Regions from separate parts of the Mus musculus genome. Here regions 1 and 2 are each linked to region 3. The links are chromatin contacts, called in public HiChIP or PLAC-seq and promoter capture Hi-C maps. All regions are on one chromosome and are shown on one strand. The core of a region is the stretch at or near the end of the contact, and the rest is flanking DNA. Distances in the headings are between cores, read along the strand shown.

What was found. HiChIP or PLAC-seq counts read pairs in DNA pulled down with a chosen protein or histone mark. Capture Hi-C pulls out chosen DNA fragments and counts their contacts.
Region 1: a contact with region 3 is called in an H3K27ac HiChIP or PLAC-seq map of trophoblast stem cells, with 4 times the contacts expected there. The contact joins two enhancer-like sites. A contact is called at or near these places in 1 of 15 datasets of contacts at CTCF or cohesin (pro-B cells), 5 of 484 Hi-C or Micro-C datasets (bone marrow-derived macrophages, embryonic fibroblasts, nephron progenitors and 2 more), 18 of 115 datasets of contacts at active chromatin or transcription factors (bone marrow-derived macrophages, cardiomyocytes, craniofacial prominence and 14 more) and 1 of 9 other capture datasets (embryonic stem cells).
Region 2: a contact with region 3 is called in a promoter capture Hi-C map of liver, with 2.3 times the contacts expected there. The contact joins two enhancer-like sites. A contact is called at or near these places in 1 of 39 promoter capture datasets (pre-B cells), 6 of 115 datasets of contacts at active chromatin or transcription factors (bone marrow-derived macrophages, embryonic stem cells, pancreatic cancer cells and 1 more) and 1 of 9 other capture datasets (liver).

Annotation. Positions count from the first base shown.
Region 1 is chr3:51,941,366-51,945,267 of GRCm38.p6, reverse strand. All of the region lies in intron 1 of Maml3 (mastermind like transcriptional coactivator 3), which reads left to right. Among named protein-coding and RNA genes, the nearest start is that of Maml3, 160 kb to the left of the region's middle. Within about 2 kb of position 1,452, at least 66 of the 459 cell types and tissues checked have an H3K27ac peak or open chromatin away from gene starts, as enhancers often do. A contact at or near this core is called in pancreatic cancer cells, trophoblast stem cells and uterus, where this site is marked.
Region 2 is chr3:51,551,983-51,556,159 of GRCm38.p6, reverse strand. All of the region lies in intron 1 of Setd7 (SET domain containing (lysine methyltransferase) 7), which reads left to right. Among named protein-coding and RNA genes, the nearest start is that of 5031434O11Rik, 5.9 kb to the left of the region's middle. Within about 2 kb of position 2,904, at least 232 of the 459 cell types and tissues checked have an H3K27ac peak or open chromatin away from gene starts, as enhancers often do. A contact at or near this core is called in bone marrow-derived macrophages, liver, pancreatic cancer cells and 1 more, where this site is marked.
Region 3 is chr3:51,699,420-51,703,462 of GRCm38.p6, reverse strand. All of the region lies in intron 2 of Maml3 (mastermind like transcriptional coactivator 3), which reads left to right. Among named protein-coding and RNA genes, the nearest start is that of Gm46803, 6.3 kb to the left of the region's middle. Within about 2 kb of position 1,967, at least 210 of the 459 cell types and tissues checked have an H3K27ac peak or open chromatin away from gene starts, as enhancers often do. A contact at or near this core is called in bone marrow-derived macrophages, liver, pancreatic cancer cells and 3 more, where this site is marked.

The DNA.
Region 1 (3,902 bases), core at 203-2,702, 240 kb before region 3:
TGGGGCATGGTAAGTGAACGCCCAGGAAAATGCATGCATGCGTGCACTAATGCACACATGCATGCACTAATGCACACATGCACAGCGTTTTTAAAAAGCGGTGCTTACCTGGAAGGACCCAGGAATCATCTACTTTGACTCCTTCATTTTACAAGTGGGAAAACTGAGTCAAGTCATGGACATTACTTAGCTACTTTTCTGTGTTTGTACTTTTTCTCAATGACATTAGAAGGCCATAAAGAGATGAAACTCTATCTTATATTCTTCAGGATCCCCTGCGATTGTAGTTAACATGGTATGTAAGTGACAGATACTTATTAAGTTCAACTAAATGTAAAAGAAAACTAAATTTTTTTGGTTAGTGCATTTTCTTTTATTTTTTCTTTTTGTTTTTGCTTTTCTTGGTTTGGTTAGGTTTTGGTTTATTGAGAGAGGGCCTCTTTATGTAACAATCTTGTAACTTACTATATTGAACATTCTGGTCTCCAACTCAGAGATCAGCCTGCCTCTGTCTCCCAAGTGCTGGGATTAAAGGCATTCACCACAGTGCCTGGCTGGCTAGTTCATTTTCATAAGAACAGGTATGCCTTTAATACATCAACAACACTTTGAACTCATAAATATTCTGGATGCAGAAAGCCATGGAAAATACTTCTATGTGAATTGGCCTTAGGCTTGTGGAATCTGCTTGTAACTGTGAATAGGAGAATGAAGAATGTCGCTTCTCTAGTCTACCCTTCATAAAAATAATAAAATGATAATTCCGTGTTCGTACATCTGTATCTATTGTTGCTCTTGCTTCAGTAGGATATATCAAAGCAATTGGGATTCAAAATAAATGACATTTCCCCTCCATTTTTGCCCACAAGTGAATGACTCTCATGGCAGGAGTCACCTTTTCCGAGTTGTTTCTTTGGAAAATTAGTAGTTTTGATTCGAGGCACGAACTTGGGATGTTCACAGATGTTGTTGGCCACGCCCCCCCCATTTCTGGAGCTCCAGTTATTGTGTCCTCATAATCTCTGACCCAGCAACACAGCTCTAACTAAGAGGGACGCCCTGTCTCTATCCCAGGAATACTTGCTAAACAAAACAGAGACTTCCAAAAGTCTCTGGTCTAAGACATGAACTTACTACCCCGAACCTTTACAGTTTAGATCCAACCAGACAAATCAATAATACATTTTCCAGTGTTTTAATCCTTGCCAATAAACCGAGCACTGTTTTGAGCTTGGCTCCTGCAATGACCAAAGCCACAGACAGGAGTATGGAAAGTGAATTCCATTTGTCTTGGCTGTGCGTGTTCTGCGGCCAGAGCAAAGCTCCTGGGGTTTGAAATGACTCGTTGGAGGAATCCTGCTTGCTTGGGAACACATGCACTCATAAAGGCCAGTGTGAACGGCCCAGGGTCTGGCCTGATGACTAAGCCAGCTCACTTAGCTGACAGTGGTGTGATTGCAGCAGTTTTAAGAAAGGCAAAATATCCAAAGAGCCAAGTAACTTGACTTACGGTGCACACTAGACTCTTCCTCTGATTAGTCATATGACAGATGAGAACTCGTGGCAACAAATCCTGACGGAAACCGAAAAGGCTGAGTGAATTCATCAGACACAGACTGACTGGAAGATAGTCCAGATAGTGTGTTTATCTGAAAGATAAAATGAAATAGCTTATATTTGGGCTACAGATTCTAGGAAATCTCTTCCCTTTTGTGGCATGTCTATGTCTAAACCCTAGATTCCCCTTGAGAAGTGTCAAAAACTTTGCACGTGTATTTTCATACTTCAGATATAAAGCATGAGTCAAATTTGGTGACCGTGGGGCTTGTTGAACGGACCTATATAGGAAGCAAATCACAGCTGTGAACTGCTAGAAACTGCTTTTTCATGAGGTCTGTAAACTTGTTCCAAAGCCATTTTTGTGATGCGCTAGCTCACAAGCCTTTTGAGCAATGGGCTGGACATCATTTTGTCATAAACCTTAGTGTGTTCTCAGTGTGGCTGCAAGGAAAGGACCATTTTTGTTTGGTTGTTGTTGTTGTTGTTCCCAAATGGATCCCTGGTGCTTGCAGATGTCACAGTTTGTGTATTTGAAGACACCCAAAACAAGCTGCTGAGTTGGCTCAGTGGGTGAAGGGCAACCTTCCACCAAAACCAATGACTTAAGTTGGATCCCTGGAACCTACAAGGTACACAGAGAAAATCGACTCCTACAACACACAATAAATGAATAAATAAATAAAATATAATAAAAAGTCTAAGAACACCTTCCCCCAAAGCCATGCATGGTGATATATACTTGTTATCCTGGGATTAGGGATGGAGGGACAGGCAGATCCCTGGAGATCACTGGCCAGGCATTCTAACTGCTTGGTAAGTTCCAAGCCAGTGAGAGACTCTCAACAAACAAGGCAGGTGGCTTCTAGGGAACAACATTTGAGGTTGACTGCTGGCCTCTTTATACATGTGCACCAATACATGCTAGTGCACACATGCAAGCTATGCAAACAACCCGACAAAAACTCCAAATGTCTGGGATCAAAGGAATTTGCAGCTTTTTCAATGGAGAAATTTGTATTTTAAATTTATAAGCTGCCATGGGTTACCAAATAAACGAGCCAAGCCCACGGCCAATCACCTATTGCCAAAGGGTTGTTCTATTGCTCTTTCCAAGTCAGGGTGACACCATTTTCATGGTGTGATAAAACACATGGCATCTTCATGAGAAATGGCTTCCACAAAGACAGCCAATTTCTAGCTGTGGAGAGAGAACAAGAACGGGAGGAAAGCTAAGCCAATAGGGGAAGTATTTTCTTGACAAAAAGCAAAAGAAAACAGCTAGCAGATTAGAGGTAGAGGCTCAGTTTAGACTATGAATAAGTTTGTCGTGTAGAAATGAGAGAATAAAAACTTTACCCAGTGCTTTGAAGGGGGAAACCCTTTCTCTAGAAGAGAAGTCAGCAAAAGCTGATGAGACCTCTCCCACACACACTCATATGCTTGTGAAATATGTGGCACATTGTGTGTCCCTGCACTATTTTGTAGAGGCAAGGCTTGGCAGGATTTCACTCTAGCCAATATGTCCTTGAACTCACGGTGATCCTCCTGCCTCAGCCTTCTGAGTGCTGGAATTTCGGACAGGAGCCGCCATTCTTGCCTTGTGGCATGGTTATTTTCGAATTTGGGTGATTCATGAATCCTGGAGTTTCACTCCGTGGGTGTTTTGTTGTATTTGTTTCCTTAGCAACAGCATCAAACACAGTGCTCCCTGCACATCTATGAGCAGAAAGGCTGTTGTACTGGTACTGGCATCTGCCGGGTTAGGATGCGGAGCATCTTAGAGTACTGGTCGTTCAGTTTACAGTCCCCAGGGAGGTGGCTGCTGGAGAGAGGCCCAGTGGACTGGTGTGGATTCATAGCCACAGCTCTGTGGGAAGTGTCAGTTCTGAGAGAACACTGAAAAGGGCACCCAGGCTTAAAGGATTGCTTCTTTAAAAACTCTAAAGGAGCATTGGTTTATGAAGATATTAGGAAGCCAGTTCCAAGCTCCCTAAAATATAGAGATTATATTCCAATGCCGCATAGCCTGAGTCAGACAGAATCTGATTAACAATGATAATAAGTGTCTGATTAACAATAATAATAAGCCTACAGCTTAGACTTTTTGTTTGCTCATCTGTGATCTGGGGACATGTCATATGTACATCTATCTAGAAACTTAAAAAGGTTAAAATAGCCAAGCAATATCTGGACTATTGGAAATGGAGTTGTAGTTACAAAGGCCCAGGCCCAGGTCATAAGGTACTTGTAATAGAAAGGAGACCTGGAAGTTCAGTGGAATTTTCTGTAATGAAGGTATGTATTGGAGGCACGTGGAACCCAGAGAACAGACCCAGCTCTGC
Region 2 (4,177 bases), core at 1,655-4,154, 150 kb after region 3:
TTTTAAGTACATACAAAATAAAAAGATCAGTTCTGGGACAAGGAACAAGCAGGACAATAAACAAAACCCCCATAAACACCTTTCTTAGGGGGCTAGTCTGGTTGACCAGGACAAGCCAAGTGTGCCTCTGCTGAGCCAGGGCTTGAGCTTTGTATTAACTCAGATGTAAATGTTCTTAGTCTGATCCTATTGCCTGAGTCCTAGCCCAAAACCAGATTCCCGGCTCAAGCTTACTTTGTCCTGGCTAGGAGAGGCTCTAAAACCTCTTCAGGGCTTGAGGTCAGATGTCTTATAAGGTGATGCACATTTTGGCTCTCCTGGCAGCACTGCAGCCCTGGTGAAGTTCTTCTTTAATTAATGCATTTTTTTTCCCTTGGATGCACATCTCACTCTGTCATCATTGGCTCTCCTAGAACTCATTATGTAACCCGAGCTAACCTCAAACCAGCCATGATCCTCTTCAGTCTCCCTAGTGCTGGGATTATTGTGCCTTGTTGCCCTGGTACAATTCTGAATACAAGGTGGTTCAATACACGCGCGCATGCTCGTGCACAAACACACACGCACGCACACACACGCACACACACACGCACACACACACACGCACACACACACACACACACACACACACCGTGGAAAGGACTCAATGTCAGGAGGAAACAGTTTGGGTTCCAGTATCTGCCCTGCTTCTGTGGGAAGCCAGTTAACTTCCAGGCATTGCCACTGGAGTTCTCACTTTGACACCTCCTACCCCCGACAGTCTTATTCTGTAACCCCAGGCTATCTTGGAACGCTTTAGCACAGGCTGGCTCCAAAGCATGATCCTCCTGCTTCGCTCTCCTAAGAAGCTGGGTTTAGAAGTATAGGCTACGCCTCCTGGCCATCGCTGAGGCTTTAAAACAACAAAACAAAGCATGGGCAAACAAGATGGCTCACGGGTAAAGGCGTTTGTTCTGAGTTCGATCCCTAGTCCCCACATGGAAGAATGAGAAAACTGACTTTTATCGTCCTCCAGCTTCCACATTAGCACCAGGTTTGTGCTTACCTGGGCATATATAGTATGCATACATTCTCACAAATAAATAAACATCAAATCTGACCCACACTTGGGAGCCTGAGGTGAGAGATTGTTGTAAGTTGGAGGCCAGCCAGGGCTCTTGGTGAATCCTGTAGGTTGGGGAAGGACTAAGACATGGATGCATGCACCTTGAGGCCAGCAATTCCCTGCAGCCTAGAGAAGTACATGGGATGAGCCTTCCCTGAAGAGATGGCAGAATTAACCTGAGAGAGAGAGAGAGAGAAAGAGAGAGAGAGAGAGAGAGAGAGAGAGAGAGCAAGCAAGCGCTTGGTGCATATAGGTGAGAGGCAATTGTGTGCCGCCCCCACCCCCACCCCAGAAAATACTCTTTTTACTTCAGCTGAAACATGAGGCTGAAAAGAGAAAATGGCCCACGAGGGGGATATGGCAAAAGGAAGCGGGGCCACAGGCTGAGAGTGTTGGTTGTGTGTTGGAACAGAGGAGTGACAGACAGGGTCAGAGCCCTGCTCGGGAAGTTAAACTGATGCGCTAGGCAGTGGGAAGACATGTAGCAATAGCTGAGGCTCTCGTGGTATCAGACGTGCAGTTATGAGGATAGGGGGGAAAAAAGACAAAGAAAAGCCTGGAAATGTGTAAGAGACACTGAGGGAAAGAGCTCAAAATGGAAAAATGTCAGAGTCCTCAGAACAAGGGCCCACAGTGAAAACACGTAGCTCCATGGTCTGGCATCCCCGTCCGCTCCAAACAGTCAGGGTTATTTTACTAACAACCCCCGTACTGTCCAGCCCTGCCTGTCTCTTATCTGTGTCTGCACCCTGGGCCTGGGACAGAATGCTCACCATTCTCTGTGAGCCATACATGAAAACCGCAGCCGTTGCCAGCTCACACCTGTGTTCCTGTGCCTTTCTGAGCCACTGTGTATCCTTCATGAGGAAGGCTTGCTTCCGGCATCAGTAAACTTGCTTTTCTTAAATGATTTTTCTGAGGGAGAGGAGGAGCCGAGTTTTGTATGCAAAAAAACCAGTATGGGCCAAGGTCTCTCGTCCTGAGGGAAATATTCACCCAGAGCGCTCAGGTCTCTTCTAAGTTGGAAGCAGGCAGTGACCCATCTCTGATCCCAGGGCAACGTAACAGACCACCAGTCTTATCAAGTTAAGGAAAAAATACCTCTGCTCAGAGGTGAGTCTAGGGAAAATGTTTCTATTTGCTTGGTGGATAAAAATCTTTAGAACAGAATGGAAAGAAAATCAGACCCGTTAATTTTTTCTTTTTTCTGGCTACCGGTTCAGTCTTTCTGTAGACAGATCCTGGGTGCCTTGCTTGCTGGGGCTGTGTTATTAGCACAAAGCGATCATTCCAGTGAGTTTGGCCTGGCGTTTGGGCCTGGTGCCCACCTTCTGTGTACTGGGAACTGGCCTGCAAGGGGGTTAGCTGACTCGGCGCATTCTGTAGTCTTCAGCAAGGACTAGAGTTTCCACACTGAGTTAGCAACACAGGCAAGGGATTGGAATTTGCAGCCAGGATATGATGTTAAGAATCCTGGCATTCTCTGCAGCCTGCCCACAAAGTCTCCTTGCGTTTCTCTATAAGGAGCCTGGGCATCGCTGGTAGTTTTTTTTGTTTGTTTCTGGTTTGGGTTTTGTTTTTGTTAAGAAGATATGTCATCACAGTGAACCATTTGGCTCAATAGTGCACAGTCATTACGTGGTCATACAACTTGAAATACTGATTTTTTTTTTAAATATGTATTTTCTTTTCCTCGTACTTGGGTTATGTAAGGTTATTTTCATACAAGTATGTACTTTGAATGCATCGCCCCATGCTTCCCTGCCATCCTTTTAGTTCCCCTAAGTTTCTCTTTCACTTTCTAATTTAAATTACTCGTATTGCTTATGTGTGTGCCAGAGGGCAGGAGAGGGTGTGGGGTCTCTGGAGCCGCAGTTGCAGGCAGCTCGTGCTCTGCCATCAGCAAGGTTCCCCTTGGGCTCCTGTTTGCCTTTCTCTAGAAAGAAAGTGGATGGGTGGGTTGGAGGCCAGAGCTTTCCCCAACCTTGCACGAATTTAGCGCTATCAGCTTTCTCTCACAGGTCATGTGGTAGTGTTTAGGCATCTGAGGTTTCAACAAGGTACCAAAAAAGCATTTAGCCCCGCCCCCACTGCCCCAAACAAGTAGCTTCATCGTTGTTTTCTTCTCTGGATAGTGAGTGATGTTAGGTTGGCTGCTTAAGCTGTGATGCCACACAACTTTGCTATGCTAGCAGCATCTGAGTAAGAAGGGTGCTGAGACCGCTCACAGTCCTTGTGCTCAGAGGCAGCAGGATTTTAACATCCTAATCTCTTCCCTAGGTTTGTCCGAAGTCTTTCTGTTGCTATTGTCCTGATTATGGTTGTCTGTTCCTTCCCTTCTGCTCTGGTGTGCTTTGTGTCAGAGACTGAATGTTACGCAGCCCCAGGCTGGCCTCAAACTTGCTGCCTACCAAGGCGATCAACTCCTAATCCCTAGTAGTAAGATGGCAGAATTGTACTGCCACACCCAGGTTGTTTGGTTCTGCTGTTTTGGTTTAGCTACTTAGCAGTCTGGAAAACTGACACCATAAATGTAAATGTGGAAATTTCAGACACTCTCTAGTTTCTAATCTTTGCATTGCTTACACCTGAGAATACAAAACAAACCAAGTCAAGGTGGAAATCCTGAGAGAGGTCTGACAGATCTCAGGACTTTCATGTGCAGACAGACCAGCAGGGAAATTCACCGTCCACGTGTTTCTCCTTCTAGATGCACAAGGTCCTCAGAGAGGTGGGTGTCACTCAGAATCCTCCAGCAAAGAGTGGAGGGGTTTCCTCCCACTGGCCTGTTGCAGAAGGGTCCAGACAGGCCAGTCATGGAGCAGAGGTTTTTATTGTCCTCATGAAAATCAGTTCTGGGGTCAGAACTGACCTCTGCCTGCTTTCAGTTACATGGTACCTTCTTCCACTTTTAATATCTGAGTTCTGTGCGGAGCATGCCTGCACCTGTAGTGTTTGATTCAGATATAGGCCAGGGAGAAAGGAATATAGATGGATTACACTACACTGGCTTTCCTTCACCCCTCCGTGTCCATGTTTATCATGATGTTTCTCTTGATCTACAGTAGAAAA
Region 3 (4,043 bases), core at 718-3,217:
TCAATCCATAGCGTTCTATCATGCTACCCTAGGGAAATTCGGGGCATACTTGATGCTCTCCCTTAGCAAGGAACCCCCAACTCCCACTCCCCTCCCCCAAGCCTCATCCCTTGGTCTTGGCTACCTTTCAGCTTCTAGAGATCAGTTGCAAGTGGAATACCATCCTTCTAGAAAGAGTTATAGCCCCAAGTTCTCTTGAGAATTCTTAGTCTTCGTGACAAATATCACTGAGCCAGCCTAACAGCCCTGAGCAGGGAGGGGGGAGTTTGATTCTCAATGCCGCAGATTTCACACTCGAGCCAGAGCAAGCCTGCACCAGGCTTGATTTTGAAAATGCAAGTTTGCAATCAAATCAGGGCCAGGCTGCAATCAGCCAGGATTACTCGCTCCAGTAATTCTCAAACTCCTACAGGATCTCCCATCACCTGGAGAACTTGGTCTGATTCCGTAGGCCTGGTGGAGTTGGGGAATCTGAATTTCTGCCATGCTCCCAGAGAATGCTAATGTAAGGTGAGCCTGGACCAGGCTCGAAGCCGCTGGATGGACTCATGGCCATGGCTGTACACAGATTGCTCTTATGGAATGAGGAGGCAGTTTTCACATCTTCTTAGCCTTTTTCATCTTCCAAAGTGTCCATTGTCACTGACCACTTTTTAAACAGGATTTTCAAGGGACTCTGGATGGAGACAAGATGGCCTGCCCCGTGCCTCTGGGAGTCACAGCAGGGGTCCTTTGGTGATGGATTCACCCTGCCTGCTGCTCAAATGTAAAACTTGCCTTTGTAGACAGCCTCTAGCCTTCTACTGTATATGAAGTCTTTTGATACTTACAATTTAGTCAAAAATTCATTTGGCCTGAGACTGCTTGGATTTTTTTTCCCTATTACTTGACCCAGTTTTGTGTGTGTGTGTGTGTGTGTGTGTGTGTGTGTGAGAGAGAGAGAGAGAGAGAGAGAGAGAGAGAGAGAGAGAGAGATTTGTTTTCTAGGTAGCCTTTCTGTTTGCTTATTGATTTACTCCAACTCTTTCTTACCCACAACAGCCCTATCTATATACATGCCCTTTCCTCTGTGGTCTCCAGGCTTCAGGAACACGCGCAGTAGTGGCACTGGGCAATATGCCCACCCCCAGAGCGTCAGACTGAGTTTCTCAGGGGCCCCAGGGCACCCACCCTGCTCCTGAGCTCCTGGTCTTTGTTAGGATCTCCAAGCAGTGAGGCGCTCTCTGGTTAGCCTGGAGCTCCCGGCCCCACTCCTGCGCGCTTTGCCCGAGCCCCCTGAGGACTTGTAAGCAGATAGGCTGGAGTTGAAGAGGCTAAATTACGCCTCAGGGGACTTTTTAACGAAAACCCTAAATTTCATTTGGGCGACTGGTAGGCCACGCGGTTGTAGAGTGAGCGGAGGTCCCTTCTCCCTGCACAGGCTTTGTGCCTCTCTGGCTCCCTCCAACAGCGAGGTGCCCCCCTGGATCTGGCTGCCACTGCCCCCCTTCATCTCCTCCTGCTCCCCATCCTTCGGTTTTCTTCCATATCCTCTTCCTGCCCCCCCCACCCGCACCCCTCACCCCACCCTGCCAAGTCCCTCTTCCCTCTGGCTGGAGAAAAGTCGGTAATAAGAAACCAGTTTGGTGTCAGAGAGTGGGGAAGGGAGAGACCTCCACCCCTTAAGATGCACCGCCATGGTGAGAGAACTCATTTTGTGCAAAGAGGGCCTCGAGCCACCAGGGAATTCCTGGATTGTCTCAGGCTGTCGTGTGTGATGTCCATCACGCCGTGCGAACACCATCTGCTCCGTATTATGCTCGCAGTTGCCAGGCTACCTGCTGTACGCAGGAACACTTGACTGCCTGGCTCCACGTCCGCAGCGGCGGCCCGGGCGGGGCGGGGGACCCAGCCCTGATTAAGCCATCTGCGTTGGTGGGGGGACGGAGGGTGGGGGGAACTCAGCGCGAGGCCTGGAGTGCGGTCCCGGGCTCACACCACCCTCTGCTGGGCTACCGGCAGAACGACAGCTGCTCAAGAGGGTCCCTTCGGGGCCACCTAGAAAAGGATGAAGCTCAGGGTCTGCTGGATCCAAGTACATAGGATGTCGTATCCTGTCCCTCCCAGGAACCAATGATCTTTCATACCCGCCGCATCTCTGGCCCCTATCACCCACATGCTGCATGTTCCTGGGGGTAAAAAAAAAAATCCCTTCAGAGAAAGCCAGTTTCCCCACAAGTGGGTTTATAAATAAACAGCTGGCTGTTCTCGGAAGATATTTTTATCGCCTCTGATTTTTGAAGTCGGAAACTGCCTCTTTGGGGGAGGCTAGAGTGTTGTTTACACCCGCCTACCTTGCTCTAGCCGTTGGAAAATTGTTAAGCTCTCGTCCCTGGAGCGGAAGGTGAATGTGCAAGACAGGTTCTTTGGTTTTGATCTCTCTCTCTCTCTCTCTCTCTCTCTCTCGCTCGCTCGCTCCCTTCCCTTATTTTACTGAAAAGTGAGAGTGTTTGGAGAGCCTGGAAGATCTGCGTGGCAAATTGGATTCAAGGAGAGGAGAATGTATTAAGATTCTGGGTGGAAAGCAAGGGGAGGTCGCTGGGCTGGGAGTGGAGAACAAACCAGTAATTAAAACTAAAAATACTGCATCATTTGGCTCCAAGGCATTACATGTCGCATGACGAAAGCTCACTCTGGCTTTCTCTAATTGCACAACCCAGTGTGTGTCCTCCACAGAAACACGAGCAGGGACTTGGAATCCTAGAGTTTGACAGACTATTTCTCATTAAGCCCTCTTAGATTCGAGGTTAAAAGAGCCCTGCGACATAAACAGCTGCCCGCACCAGCTTCGTTTGTAAAGCCAGTCATGGTGGGCTTTCACACTTTGGCACACACCTGTGCACTTGCTGGGGAGCCCCTAAAGATGCTGTGTTTGACAGGCAACACTGCAGCCATTTTGGGTCATGTAGTCAGCATTGAGAACCTTAACTTTGGGGACAGGACCATTTGGGGAATGAAAACCCCAGAGGTAATGGCTTGACTGTGTCCACAGGGACAAAATGTGGCTGGGTGTATGAACATCGTCACCTCGATTGCCACTCTTATTTTTCCCAGGGAAGAGAAGGCTATGAACACAGCCCTTCGCTCCTGGCTACATTCCTCCGCTATGCAGAGAGGTCACATGGGGCAATAAAATCTCAAAGTGCATGGAGAGAAACAGGGCCAGAAAGAACAGCTCTTTTCAAAAACAAGCTAAAGAAAATGGTGCCTTTCCTTGGATCTCATTTTCCCTTCAAATCTCTCTTCATCAAAACTGGGAAATATTAAACAGACTGAAATGCATGAGAGAAAAACTATTATCTGTCCTTCTGCTGGCTGGCTAGCTCTAGCATGAAGTGTTAAGTTGACCAGCCATTTGTCTCTCAAGGTGAGAAACAGCTTGATCCTGTAGGAAGGAGGGGCTTAGAAACATGTAGCAAGCAGAACTAGAAGATAAGGGAAGTCTCTTGTGTACCTAGATACCTGCAGCCATAAAGGTCCTTTTTTAACATTAAGAATATTTCATAGCTCTCCACCTGATTTCAGAGGACTCACATAAGTAAAAGCCTTTACTGTGGACTGTGGAGATGGCTCCACAGTTAAGAATGCAAATTCCTCCCTCTCGGACCAGAGTTCTGTTCCCAGCCTCTGTGCCAGGAGGCTCACGACTACTTGGAACTCCAGCTCTTCTAACCTCAGCTGCACATAGGAGTGCGCGCGTGCGTGCACGCGCACACACACACACACACACACACACACACACACACACAAAATTTAGCCAGCACTTACACCAAAAAAAACATGACTCATATTTAGACTACAGGCCATTCAGATATGTGTGCTTGGCACTGCCGACTTAGAGTTCAGGGAAGTAAGTAGAAATTATACTGAAGTCGACTCAGCGTCAGTACCCTGATTCTCCTAGGAACCATCCTGTTGTGACCTGAACAACTTCCCATACTAACCATAACTCCCTCAGCTGTTGTTTCTGGGGCCATAGAAACGATAGGCTTTGTTTTGCTTCT